Linked DNA regions of Sus scrofa: region 2 is linked to region 1. The links are chromatin contacts, called in public HiChIP or PLAC-seq maps. All regions are on one chromosome and are shown on one strand. The core of a region is the stretch at or near the end of the contact, and the rest is flanking DNA. Distances in the headings are between cores, read along the strand shown.

The links. HiChIP or PLAC-seq counts read pairs in DNA pulled down with a chosen protein or histone mark.
Region 2: an H3K27ac HiChIP or PLAC-seq map of skeletal muscle shows a contact between it and region 1. The contact joins the promoter of RFNG here to the promoter of FASN in region 1. A contact is called at or near these places in 1 of 47 Hi-C or Micro-C datasets (epiblast stem cells) and 1 of 2 datasets of contacts at active chromatin or transcription factors (skeletal muscle).

The regions. Positions count from the first base shown.
Region 1 is chr12:919,711-926,382 of Sscrofa11.1, reverse strand. FASN (fatty acid synthase) reads right to left here and starts at 3,978. Exons shown (of 43, transcript NM_001099930.1): 1 at 3,839-3,978; 2 at 3,068-3,220; 3 at 1,776-1,949; 4 at 1,363-1,563; 5 at 1,126-1,248; 6 at 920-1,035; 7 at 698-832; 8 at 1-382. The coding sequence starts at 3,965.
Region 2 is chr12:952,844-959,515 of Sscrofa11.1, reverse strand. RFNG (beta-1,3-N-acetylglucosaminyltransferase radical fringe) reads right to left here and starts at 2,387. Exons shown (of 8, transcript XM_021066394.1): 1 at 2,054-2,387; 2 at 1,474-1,522; 3 at 858-960; 4 at 606-759; 5 at 267-355; 6 at 15-180. The coding sequence starts at 2,341. GPS1 (COP9 signalosome complex subunit 1) reads left to right here and starts at 1,093. Exons shown (of 14, transcript XM_021066389.1): 1 at 1,093-1,202; 2 at 3,396-3,488; 3 at 4,010-4,191; 4 at 4,549-4,713; 5 at 5,138-5,273; 6 at 5,373-5,450; 7 at 5,611-5,671; 8 at 6,051-6,136; 9 at 6,295-6,389; 10 at 6,495-6,600. The coding sequence starts at 3,411.

The DNA of each region.
Region 1 (6,672 bases), core at 2,729-5,228:
CGTAGCCGCGGAAGGGCATGGCGACCGGGGAGACAGCCGCGATCTCGTTGAGCATGCCCACAAAGGCCAGGTCTCGGCTGTGCCGGAGGCCCTGCTCCAGCAGGGTCTGCACGGCCTCGAGGGTGCGCCCACTGGCCTGCAGCAGACGGGGCAGCGCGGCATGCTGGGCGGGCGGTGGGGCGGGGCGGGAGTTGGGCTGAAGGATGACGTGCACGTTGGAGCCGCCGAAGCCGAAGGAGTTTATGCCCACGTTGCCCCCACGGATGGGCAGGGGCCGGTCCACCACCTGTAGCCGCCCGTCCTGCAATGCTGGGATCTCGGGGTTCGGGGTGTGGTAGTGCAGATTCGGGGCCCAGACCCCATGCTCCAACGACAGCAGCACCTGCGAGTGGCTCGAGGTCAGTGGCGTGGCTGCCCCAGGGGTGCTGTGGGCACATCCCCCGGGGACCCTCTGAGGCCACCTTACAGTCCTGCCTGCTGCCCAGGGTCCCCAGGTCCCCCCACCCCGCTCCCAGCTCCCTCCCCCGGCAGGCCCCCTCCCCGCCCCCCCAGACTGATGGGCCGTGTGGGAACCAGGGCAGGGACTGGCCGCAAGCTGGCACCCTGAGGTCCAGGCCTCAGTAGCTCCCACCCCACAGCAGAGCCTGCGGGGACCTGCCCCCCACTGGGCAGGACGGCCTCAGGCCCACACCCCTACCTTGATCAGCGCCGCGACCCCCGAGGCAGGCTCCGGGTGTCCCATGTTCGACTTGGTGGATCCGATCAACAGGGGCTCCCGGCGGGTGGCACACAGGGCATTCACGATGCCGTTCAGCTCCTGGGGGTCGCCCACCTGCGGGGACTCGGGGAGGTGAAGACTCACGGGAGCGTCTCTGGGGGTGGGGGGGTAGGGGGTGGACGCGGCCAGGCGGGGCCTCACCTTGGTGCCGGTGCCGTGGGCTTCGATGTACTCCAGGGACTCGGGGTCCGGCCCGGCTGGCGCGTACAGGGAGCGGATGAGCTGCTCCTGCACGTCTCCCGAGGGGAAGGTCACACCTGCAGTGGGGGCGGGGCCGGGCCTCAGCACCCCTGCCACCGGGTGGACCCCCCCCGCGCCCCCCTCCCCTCCCCGAGGCCCGCCCGCACCTTGCTCCTTGGAACCGTCTGTGTTCGTGCCCGCATTGAGGATGGTGGCGTATACCCGTCGGGCCAGGGACTTCTTGGTCAGCAAGACCGCCACCACGGCCTCCGCACGGCAATAGCCGGTCCCTGGGGGCAGAGGGCACTCAGGCCTGGGGGCAACGCCCAGTCCCCCCACCTGGCCAGGAGCTCTGGACAGCGAGAGGGGGGCTGGTGCCGCCCCGCGCCCTTCCGCCCCCTCACCTTCGGCATCGAAGGACCTGCAGGTGCCGTCCTGGCTGAGCATGCCCAGCTTCATGAATTGCAGCGAGGAGTTGGGCTTCAGCAGGACGTTGAGGCCGCCCACGACGGCCGCAGAGCACTCCCCTCCGCGAATGGCCTGGTAGGCGGACTGCAGAGCCAGCAGGCTGGAGGAGCAGGCCGTGTCTATGGTGATGCTGGGCCCTGCGGGCAAGGTCGCGGGCTGTGGGATCCCCAGGACCCTGGCAGCTTTAGCGGGTGCCCCCCACGTGGAGCCCATGACACGGGGACCTCACCCCTGCAGGGCGCCCCACCCCCCGCCCGGCGGGAGGTTGTCAGGAAGGGTCTCGGCTGCTGTCCGGCCCCACCGCCACTACTGGGAACCCGAGGCCCAGAGGGGCTGGGTGGGCGCTCACCCTTGAAGTCAAAGAAGAAGGAGACACGGTTGGCCATCATGGCGCGCTGGCAGCCTATCATGCTGTAGCCCACGAGGGTCTCGGGGTCTCGGCTCAGAGCCTCTGAGGCATCAGAGCTGCTCACACCCACCCAGACACCGGTGCTCGTGCCACGAAGGGAAGCAGGGTTGATGCCTGTGGAGGGCAGAGGTCCGAGCTGGCAACTGCGGCACCTAGCCCGCCGCCCAGCTCTGGGGTGAGAGGGGCTCCCTGTCAACCTGACTCTGGAGGGGCAGTCGGCAGGGGGCAGCCCAGGTAGAGCTGGGAACGGAAAACAGGTCACAAGGAACCGGGGCCTGGGGGCGGGCAGGGTGCCAGGTGGGGCTCCAGGCTCTGGGTCAGGCAGCAGGCAGAGACAGCCAGAGGTGGAGACAGAGGGTGGCATTGTCCCCAGGCTACTCCCCTGGCCCCTGGTGTTGCTGGCAGGGTCCGGTGGGCCCCAAGGGCGGCCTGCCCTGGGTTGGCCGAGATAAGACGACAGAGGAAGACAAAGGCTGAGTGTCCAGGCTTAGGAAGAAGGGAGGGACCCTGCCCAGCCCCCGGGGAGCGGTACCCAAGGTCGCCGGGTGGGGCCCAGGCAGTGGAAGCCCCCCTCACCCCCCATCAGCAGCATGTGTCCATGACCTGGTCACGCTCAACGTCAGCTCCGGGGGCTGGCTCACATCTGCTGCAGGCCATGAGACCTGCAAGCTGGGACGTCCTCCACCCCCATGGGCTGCCAAGCACAGGCAGGAGCGGGCAGGCCCGCGGCTCCCATCGCCGCCCACCTGCTAAGACGCCACACCCACATGGCCAGCCTCCTCTCTCACCAGGCAGGCCTTCCATGCTCCAGTGGCCCTGGCATGGGTCTGTGTCCTGGGACAAGGGGCAGCTGGCTTCAGGCACCTGTCTGAGGCCACACGCAACCCAGCGGAGGGGAGAGTGGATGGTGACGAGTCCTGGGGCCAGATCGCACCTCCCGCTCGGCCTGGCAACCTGCTCTCACCCCGAGATCAGCCATGCAACGGGAAGCGAGGAAACTGGGGCATCAGGACACACCCGGGACACTTCTGGCATGCGGTTGTGAAATGTGACCTGCCCGAGGCCCACGCCTTCCCAGCCACCAGCCCCAGCCCGCGCACCCCCCGCGGCCGCTTCTGGTTCTAGGCGTTCTGCTGCACACACGTGCTGGTTTCAAAAGCAGAAAGAGGGACTGTTTTCAAGAGAGGCAAGAACCTCAGGGCAGGGCCCCCGGCCGCCGCCCGACGACCCACCTCCGTCCACAATGGCCTCGTAGGTGACCTCCAGCAGCATCCGCAGCTGGGGGTCCATCGTGTTCGCCTGCTTGGAGTGGACCCCGAAGAAGGAGGCGTCGAAGCGGGACAGGTCCTTCAGCTTGCCCATCCGCCGGGGCAGGCCGTACAGCCCTGCGGAAGGCACGCAGCTGGAGCGCCGGCCGCGGGACCCCACAGCCCTGAGCCGCCGACTGGGGGGGGCGGCGCTGGCCGCCCCTGGGAGCTGAGGCTCCCCGGGACCGCTGTGCCCACTCCCAGAGCAGAGCCCCGTGGGGGCAGAGCCACCCCTTCCCACCCACCGCTGTCCTGCCCTGGCTGCAGACCCTCTGCCTGAGGCCAGGCCAGGCTCCGCCACACTGACTCACATCCTGCGGATCAGGTAGAACCGCTCCGCGGTTCCCCTGTTGGGCGTGAGGGAGTCAGAGTCAGACCAACTCCCCGGCAGGGAGCTGTTCCAGCAAACACGTGGGCTGGCCGTGGCCGGCCAGGCTCTGCGGGGACGAGGCCGCAGGGCTGGAGGAGCCCAGCCCCTGGCCCGGCCCCGGCCCTGCCCCCCGGCAGCTCGCCTAGCCCGTCTGTAAAGCGGGCCAGCCCTCGGCGTCCTGCAAGCGGGCGCTCCATCCCCAGCCCACTGGCCGGAGGGCCCAGGCTTCCTCGTCCTCGGCCTTCTCCTGGCGCCACCTCCAGGAAGAGCCTGCAGAGCACGCGGCGCACCACGCAGGGAGAGGAGGGCGCCCCAGGCCCACGTACCCGCCTTCCACCGCCTGTCGTCGGCCGTCACCATGTCCACGCCGCCGATGAGGTTGGCCCAGAACTCCTCCAGGTTCTCCGACTCGGGCAGCTTCCCGGACATGCCGGCGATCACCACCTCCTCCATGGCTGCTCTCTCTGCAGGGAGGGCCGCGCGGGCGTCAGCTGCTGCCCCGCACTGCCTCTGCCTCGTCGGCAGCCTCAGTGGAGGTCCATCCGGTCCGGGAGCCGCAGCTCAGAAGGCCTTGCGACCCAAGATCCGCACGGCCAGCCCCTGCGTCCGCGTGGGTCCTGCCTGCCCGCACGACGCTTGGGGCACCGGCCTTGGTCTGGGGTCAGCCCGCCACGGCCAAGCTGCCCTGGGCCCGCTCTCCAGCACTTAGCTGGCTGCTGACCCCCTGTGGGGGTGCAAGGTCGGAGGGCCAGTCCTGAGAAGGGCCCAAACCCTTCCGAGGAAGGCACCGCCCCGCCAGGTGGTCAGCTTGTTAAGAGAACGCAGCAGGCAAAGGAAAAAAGGCAAACACGGTGGTGGGAAGGAAGGCCCAGGCCCAGGCCGGCTCTGGACTCAGCGCCCACCGCTGCCCTCCACGCTGGGGCCACGGCTCGGGTGCTATGGGTGCCAAGGCCTCGTGGGACTCTGGGGGGAAAGTGGTCCCTGCCCCATGGTGGACAGGCTCAGACAGTATGGCTTCCCCGGCAGGCTCGGACCTGGACAACCACTCCTGGTCAGGTGCCAGGAAAGTCCTACCTGGACCCATACACCTGCACAGGTGAGGCCTTAGGGTCCTGCTTGGCTACCTTCATGCACCCTGCCCACCCACCCAGGCCCAGGTCCCCAAGGCGCCAAAGAGGGCGGCTGGGCCACTCTGAGCCTGTGGATCCAGGATGGGGGTTCCTGGGAAGCCCTCCAGAGAGGGGGCATGGCCAGGACTGGTCCTGCAACTTCCGCCAAGGCTCCAGGCCTCATGGCACTGAGGACCAGGGGACTGGCCAATCACCGGCCCTCCTGGGGCTCTCTGAGCAAGGAAGACCCCTAGCCAGTGGAGCCAGCATCCACTCGCTGGGGGTCTTCCACCGGTGGCCTGATCGCTCTGCTGTCCCGGCAAAGAGGGAGCCCCCTCCCCCAGCGCTGAATAAAGAGCCCTCTGCCGGCTCAGAGGCACCAGCTCCCGGGGCTGCCGCTTCCTCCAGAAAGTGCCTGTTCTGTTCTCCTCCTACTTGCTATTCACGCGGAGTCCGGCGGGCGGGCGAGGCAGGGGGGTGGAGACCCCTGCAGCGCGCGCGCGGCCTGGCCTGCGCCGCAGCGGGGCCGTCCGGAGCGGGAGCTGCTATCCCCCCAGAACTTCAGGGGCTGCGTTCGGAGCCCACGTGGTGGGGAAGCCGTCCGCACCCAGCCCCGCGCCTCCTCGGCCCACCCCCTCCTCAGTCCCTCCGGACGGCTGAGACTCGGCTATCCGGCACCCGGAGGTGGGGGGATGGCGCGAATGAAGGGCTTGGAGGCCCGGCCCGAAAGGAGGCTCTTGTGGGCGCCGGGAGCGGGGCGCGAACCCTACAGGCCTCGAGGGTCCGCGGCCTCCCGGCCCAGCCCAAGACCAAAATGGCTGTTGGCGGCGCTCCCTGGCGTCTGCCCCTCGCCATCCGCCCACCTGCCCCACCGGGCCTGGGACGAGGCGCTAGGGCCCTTCGCGGCCCGGCCTCGGGAGCCCCATGGGGCTCAAACGTCCAGGCCGGGGGCTCGGACCCCGGGACCAAGGCAGCCTGCGCGGGGCGACAGTCACCACGGTCGCTCCGGAGCACGCGCGCCCAAGGCCGGAGGATGCGGGTCGGCGGCGCCCCCTCGAGCCAGGCCGCGTCGCCCCCAGCTCGGCCCCGGCCCCGGGGTTCCCCCGACCCCAGGATCCAGGTCTCTGGCTCCCAAAACCCATCCTCGGCCCGGTCCGGCCGATCCTACCTGGTCTGGAGACGGGTGGCGGAGGGAGAGCGAGGATGGAGCGAGCGGAGGAGATGAGGCCCGGCCGCTGCCGTCTCTCTGGCTCCCTCTAGGCCCGCGCCGGCGCTATTTAACCGCGGCCGTCCCCGCGCGGACACGCCACATGGGCTGACAGCTTGGCTGCGCCGCCCAGGCCAATGAGCGTCGGGGCTGCGCCCCGGGACCAGGCGCGCCGCCGCCGGTGGGGTGATGCCGCGCGCCGCCGCCGGGCGCCGGGACCCTGCACGGAGGCGCGCCCTGGGGGCGTGGAGCTGGGGGCCCGGCACTCGGGGAGCGCAGGGGCGGGGCGCGGCGTCACCCCGCCCCCGACTTCCTTTCCGCGCCCCGCGCCTCCCGGGGCCACCTCTACCCTCGCGGACGTGGGGGCCACGTGTGCACCGCGCGCGCGGGGAAACGGGACGGGGCGTGCTTGGGTCACTCTGGGGGTCATACTGGGGCCACTACGGGGGTCGGACGGACCCCCCGGGCGTCCGGACCGACAGGCCCGCTTCCGAGCCCCTCGGAGCCGGGCCGGGGGCGTGCCTCGCTCCGCCGCCGCAGCCAATAGGGGACCGGGGGCGTGCGCGCCGACCCAATGGAGACGCGCGAGTGGGCGTTGCTAGGCGATAGGGTGATGGGCCGGGCGGGCCCCGGGCGCTGAGCTGAACGCCGCGGGGCGAGCGCGGTCGTTGACCCGGACGAGGGCGCCCCGCGCGGGGTTACTGCCGGTCACCCCAGTGCAGCCAGGCTGGTCCTCCTTGCTTTGCCGCCCAAATCCGCGAGGCCAGCGCGGGAACCCACGGGGACGTTCCTGGGGACCGGCGGGTGCTCCCCGCGGCTCCCTGGAGGCGGCCGCTGGGAGAGG
Region 2 (6,672 bases), core at 1,138-3,637, 35 kb before region 1:
CCCAGCACGCCTACCTGCTGGAGCAGGGTGTCGGGCGGCAGCCTCGGGAGGTTCTCCAGGTGGGAGTGGAAGAGGGGGCTGCGCAACAGGCGCGCGCCCAGCAGCCCCTCCACGATGTAGCCCACGGTGCAGTCGTCTGGCAGCCGCACCCGCTCAGCTGTGCTCATGAAGCTGCCCAGGCTGGGAGCCGAGGGGGTCTGGTCAGCGCCTGCCCAGCCCTGGGCACCCCCTCCCAGGCAGCCAGGCCCCAAGAGGTCCCCCCTCACCTGGCCCAGGGGCTCATCTTGAGGGCAAGGCCTCTGCTCAGGCAGAACCCGGCCCCCCCAGTAGCGAACCAGAACTTGACCGAGGTCACCTGGGGAGGAGGGGCCGCGATCAGAGCTCCTCGCCCTGCACACCCCGAGGCCTGTTCTTCAGCCACCCATCGGGGCTCTCCGGCCAGGTGGCCAAAGCTCCCTGGGCGCAATGGGTGGGGGTGCCCACGATCGCCTGTGGCTTCGGCCCCTCCCACGGCTCCCCCTCACTGGCCTCAGCTCTGGACACGTGGGTGGGACACCTGCTGGGGTCTCCCCTCTCTGCTTTGCCTCCCCGGCCCCGGCACTCACGGTTCCACCTCCCTGGACCCTCTCGGTAGCCTCGATGGGGTGGTCCAGGCTGGGCCGCCCCAGGTAGACGTCTTGGCTGGGCGAGAAGCTGGACAGCAGGTGCAGCAGGCCATCGGGGTTCACGTAGTTGTCGTCATCCACGTGGCAGAACCACCTGGAGGGGTGTGCAGAAACCTGCAGTGAGCCCGGACCAGGGGGCGCGCCCGGCATTGGCCCTGGGCTTGCAGGAGACAGGGCGCGGCCACCACGTACTTGCGTCCAGACTCGATGAACTTGTCATATTCCACTGCCATCTTGCAGCACAGAGCCTGGCGGGTGTGCACGGCTGAGCAGTTGGTGTTGACAACGTGGCTGCCTGCGGTGGGAGGAGGAGAAGAGCGAGTGCCAGGGAAGTCTGTGGCCAGTGTACCCACCCCGCTGAAGTCAGGCAAGATGTGGCTAGCTGGCGACGCAAGGTCTGTCCGCTCGAGGCCCTGACGTCGGAGCCGATCACAGCCCTGTCCCGGCCTCGCTCGGCTGACTCTGTTGCTGCTGTCGAGACAGATAACCTCCTCCTGGAATCTCACGAGAGAAAACCTGCCAGGGAGCAGGACTGAGGTGGGCAGGCCCGGAAGGGAGGGCTCCCTGCTGGCCCTCCTGTAGGGGGCGTGGTTGAGGGAGGCAGAGCAGGGCTGGGGCCTGGGGCCCTGGATGCGGGGCCAGCGGTGGGTGGGCATCGGGGCTCTGTCCTCCACCAGCTGTGTGGCCCTGAGCAGGTGCCTTCCCCCCCCCCCCCCCCCCCCCGTACACAGCATAGGGCCGGGTGGCCCTGGACCGAGAGACAGCTGAGGAGGCAGCTAGCAGGGCGGGACGGGACGGGGGCACTCACCACCCTGGAGCTGCAACTCGGGGTCGTCCCCATCAGTAAAGATGAATGTCTGGAAAGAGAGTTGTGAGGAGTCAAGGGGCACCCCCTGGGGACCCCAAGGTCTGGCAGGGCCTTGGCTTGAAGCCGCAGAAGCACAAGTGGCTGGGCCTGGGCTTGGGCAGATCAGAGAGGAGAGCAGAGCAGCCTGCCGGTACCCTCAGCGTCCCCAGCAATGTTGGGGTGGCCCTGCTCTTGCCAGGCATGTTTCAGGGGTCTCAGCCCAGGGTCAGCTGGGAGAACTCATGCGAGCCTGGAATCTGGGAGGGTGGGTGCTGGGGGTGCCCGTCCATTCCCCACGTACTCGGGGCTTGGGGCCTGACGGCCACGCTGGGGACACAGCGGTGGGGAAGGGATCCGGGGTGGGGTTCAGGGAGGGATGCCAGTTTAGAGATGAGGGAGCGGAGTCCAAAGGCGGTGGAGGTCCTGGGAAGCCAGCGGTGCGGGATCCCAAAGGCAGGCATCTGGGGAGCGGGGATCTCGGGGCGTGGGAGGGTGCGGGGCGGGAATCCCGAAGTCTGCGGGGCCCCGGAGCGGGACCCACCTGCTGTCGGGCCCGGGAGATCCAGGTGCGCAGCAGCAGCCCCAGGCGCGGCCCGTGGTTCTTTCGGGTGGTCTTGACCGCGATGAAGATGTCGTCGGGCCGCAGTCGGGGGGCCGCGGCGGGCCGGGCAGGGGGCGCGCGCGAGTCAGGGCCCGGGGCCCGGGCCCGTGTCGGGGCCGCCGCGGGCGCGGACGCGCGGGGGAGCGGCAGCGGCAGCAGCAGCAGCGCGGCCAGGGCCGCGGCCAGCGCGAGGCAGGCCCGGCAGAGCGCCCCCCGCGCGCGGCTCATACGACCGCGGGACCCGCGGGCACTGCCCAGCCAGCGCGGCGCGGCCCCTTTAAGAGCCGCCCCGCCCGAGCCGCGACCCGGAAGCGGCAGCCGCGCTGCCCCGGAAGTGGACGGCGCGCCGCGGCGGGGTTGGCGAAGATGCCGCTGCCGGTTCAGGTGTTTAACTTGCAGGTAACGAGCCGCGGCCGGCGGCCCCTCCGCGCCCCCGCCGCCGGGCCGGAGGGGGGCCGGCCGTGCGCGCCCCCCGCGCGGCGTTCTCCCCGCGCCCGGGCTCCGGCCGCAGCGTCCCGCCCGTCGGCCCCGGCAGCCCGGCAGGCCCGGCAGGCCCGGCAGGCCCGGCGCGCTAACGCTCTTTCTCCTTCAGCAGCCAGCCAGCTCTGTGTCAGGGTCGGGGGGTGCAGAGAGTCAGGACAGAATGCGGGGTGGCCCGGCCCCCCGTGCGGCCGCGTCGTCAGTGGCAGATGTGCACTGCGCCCCTCCCAGCGGTAGGTCAGAGCTCTTCCTGCCGGGCACGGCCGGGGACTTCAGCCTGAGCGCCAGCCTGTCGGCCTGTACGCTGCTTTATGAGGTACCTTCCAGGACGGGGGCCGGGACCAGCCCGCCCGCCCACCGAGCGCGGGCCGCGCAGGGCGCCCGGGCGCCCCCCTCCCGCCTCCGGCCGCGGCCGGCCCCCGGCGGGCGTCGCCGGGTGCCGCTGCTCCCGCTGCTCGGATGCGCCCGATCGAGGCCGCCCAGGGTCCTCCCCGTGGCTCGGAGGAGGCTGCGTCAGGACGGTGGCCGGGAGCGTGTAGGGACCCTCGGGGGACCCTGGGAAGCGGTCCTCCGGCGTCCGGTTCCCGCCCCGGAGATAGGCTGTCACAGTCGGGCGGGGTTCTGCTCCTGAGCGCCGGTCTCGCCGGGAGCCCCCTCCCTGATGTGGCGGCGCTGGACGTGGCGGGCAGTGGGGAGGGGCCTGTCTGGAGCCGGGTTAGAGCTGAGCTGGGGCACAGTGAGGGTCTCTCGCTCTCCCTGGGCATCCCCCACTAGAGGTGCCAAGGTGCCGCCCGTGTTGCAGGGGGCGGTGGAGCCCATGCAGATTGACGTGGATCCCCAGGAGGACCCGCAGAACGCACCCGATGTCAACTATGTCGTGGAGAACCCCACCCTGGTAGGGAGCCTTGCAGCCGCTCCTAGGGGATCAGTGGGTTTGTTGGGGTGTCAGTCTTGCTGTGAGGGCTGGGCTAGGGCTCCCCACGCCGACCACGTCTTTTTCTGACCTGGAAACCTCTCGGGTTTCGGTTGCTCATTTCTGATGGGTTGCTAGTCCGCTCCAGACCTTTCATCTGCTCCCCCCCCCACGGAGGAGCCCTGGGTGCCAGGCTGCGCTTTGGTCATCTCACTGCAAGGACACGTCTTCTTTGGGGCCCAGCCTGTGAAGCTCGGTCTCCTCACTGCTCAGCCTGGTGACTGGCAGTCTGGGCGGGTGCCCACGTGCCTCCGGCCGTTCACCCCGGGCCAGAGCTTTACCCCGGAGGCCCCTTCACCGGCCCGTTCCCAGCGGCCTCTCCTCAGCCCCTGGACGGTCGGCGATTTGTTTGGTGCCCCCACGCCACTGCTCCCGACCACTGGCTGGGGCTTGGGGTCTGGGGTCCCAGCCTGGGGGACGAGCACTCTGCCCCCTGCCCCCAGGATCTGGAGCAGTATGCGGCCAGCTACAGCGGCCTGATGCGCATCGAGCGGCTGCAGTTCATCGCCGACCACTGCCCCCCGCTGCGGGCGGAGGCCCTGAAGATGGCCCTCTCCTTCGTGCAGCGGACCTTCAACGTGGACATGTACGAGGAGATCCACCGCAAGCTCTCGGAGGCCACCAGGTGAGGCCCAGGACCCGGCGACCTCGTTTTCTCGTGGCAGAGCCGGGAGGCGCAGCCGTCGCGGGAGGCGCTCGACGCGGGAGGCGCTCGCGCTGCCGAGAGTCGGCCCCGCCCCGCGTCTGCGGCGGCGTCTCGCGTGTGCGCACGCGCGGTTCTGGGCCGCGCGGAGCCTGCGGAGACCGCAGCGGGTTCCCCTCGCCCCTCGGCGCGGCGCCGAGACTCGTTTCCCCCTGGGCCGTCCCGCCAGGCGGCGGGCCTCCGTGGTCAGAGCTGTGCCCCTGTCAACGGGGCGCTCTCCCCATGGGGCGAGGGCCGCTGGCAGCATCCCAGCCCCCCTGACGGCCGGGTCCTCCCCAGGGAGCTGCAGAACACGCCCGACGCCATCCCCGAGAGTGGGGTGGAGCCCCCGCCCTTGGACACGGCCTGGGTGGAGGCCACTCGGAAGAAGGCCCTGCTGAAGCTGGAGAAGCTGGACACGGATCTGAAGAATTACAAGGGCAATTCTATCAAGGAGAGCATCAGGTGTGCCCGGGGCCGGGGGGCGGGCTCCATCCCGGCGGCAGCATCAGGTGTGCCCGGGGCCGGGGGCGGGCTCCATCCCGGCGGCAGCATCAGGTGTGCCCGGGGCCGGGGGGTGGGCTCCATCCCGGGCGGCAGCATCAGGTGTGCCCGGGGCCGGGGGGTGGGCTCCATCCCGGGCGGCAGCATCAGGTGTGCCCGGGGCCGGGGGCAGGCTCCATCCCGGCGGCAGCATCAGGTGTGCCCGGGCCGGGGGGTGGGCTCCATCCCGGCGGCAGCATCAGGTGTGCCCGGGGCCGGGGGTGGGCTCCATCCCGCCGGGGCCGGGGGCGGGCTCCATGGGGGCAGCCTTAGCTGTGCTCAGGGCTGGGGGGCGGCTAACCAGGCTCATGGCTTGACCCATGTCCACTCGTGGCTGGGCCCACAGGCGGGGCCATGACGACCTGGGCGACCACTATCTGGACTGTGGGGACCTCAGCAACGCCCTCAAGTGTTATTCCCGGGCCCGCGACTACTGCACCAGCGCCAAGCACGTCATTAACATGTGTCTGAACGTCATCAAGGTGGGGCCTGGTGTGGGGGGCGTGGGAGGGGCCGCCGGGCAGCGGTGCTGGTGGGCCAGGAGGGGGTGCCCCAGGCTGAGCCCGTCCCCCGCCCGGCAGGTCAGTGTGTACTTGCAGAATTGGTCTCATGTCTTGAGCTACGTCAGCAAGGCCGAGTCCACCCCAGAAATTGCTGAGGTAACGCCAGCCCTGGGCCCCGGCCCCAGGAGCCCTGACCGCTGCCGGCTCCCGCGGGCCTGGTCCTTCTGGCCTCTGCTCTTCCTCGGCGGGGCCGGGCCTGCGGTGGGGAAGGGTCTGGGGGCTACGGGCTGCTCACGTGCACACCCTTCTCCTGCAGCAGCGTGGGGAGCGTGACACCCAGACTCAGGCCATCCTCACCAAGCTCAAGTGTGCCGCAGGTGAGGGCCCAGGGGCACTGGGGCAGGCAGGCACCACAGCTGACCCTGTCCCAGCCAGCGAAACCCATGCGCCCCGCACCTGGCACCTGCCCGGCTCAGGTTCCCCTCGGGGAGGCCTTGTTTTCTGACAGCTGCTGCCGGGGCTGGTCACTCCCCTCCCTGACCCCCAGCTGGTGCTGGCATCAGCTAGAAGCCCCTTTGCAGTAGCAACAGCAGCCGCACGGCCTCCCTGGGCGCCTGGCCCAGGGGACTGTCTTTGGTGCCTGCCAGCGTTTCTGTCCCTGCCGCTGAGGAGGGCCCGTCTGGGTGCGCCTCTTGGCGGCCCTGCGCGGCCCTGGCAGCTTCCTCCTGCCTCACCCCGCCTCCCCCTCGCCCCCAGGCCTGGCCGAGCTGGCGGCACGCAAGTACAAGCAGGCTGCCAAGTGCTTCCTCCTGGCCGCCTTCGATCACTGCGACTTCCCCGAGGTGAGGGCGAAGCAGCGTCTGGCTCTGCGGGGGCGGAGGGGTCTCTCCCATGGCACCCTGGGTGGGCTTCTCCCAGTGGGTGGTGGGCGGGTCTAGGCCGGACTCGTGTCCTGACGGCTGGGGACCCGGGTCTCCGCTCCCCGCTTCTTGCTGCCTAGCTGCTCTCCCCCAGCAACGTGGCCGTCTACGGCGGCCTGTGCGCCTTGGCCACCTTTGACCGGCAGGAGCTGCAGCGCAACGTCATCTCCAGCAGGTGAGGGAGGGCGGCCGTGGGGCTCCAGCGCCCGGCTCTGCCCCGCGTGCCGGGCCCCTCCCGGGTGGGCGGGCGGGCGGGCTCTGAGGAGTCTGGCGCCTGCAGCTCCTTCAAGCTGTTCCTGGAGCTGGAGCCGCAGGTTCGGGACATCATCTTTAAATTCTACGAGTCCAAGTACGCCTCGTGCCTCAAGATGCTGGACGAGATGAAGGTGAGGGGCCAGGCGGGGGGCGGCGCATTCAGCCGCTTGCGGGGGGGGGGCAGCCGTCCTCACCGGCTCTGC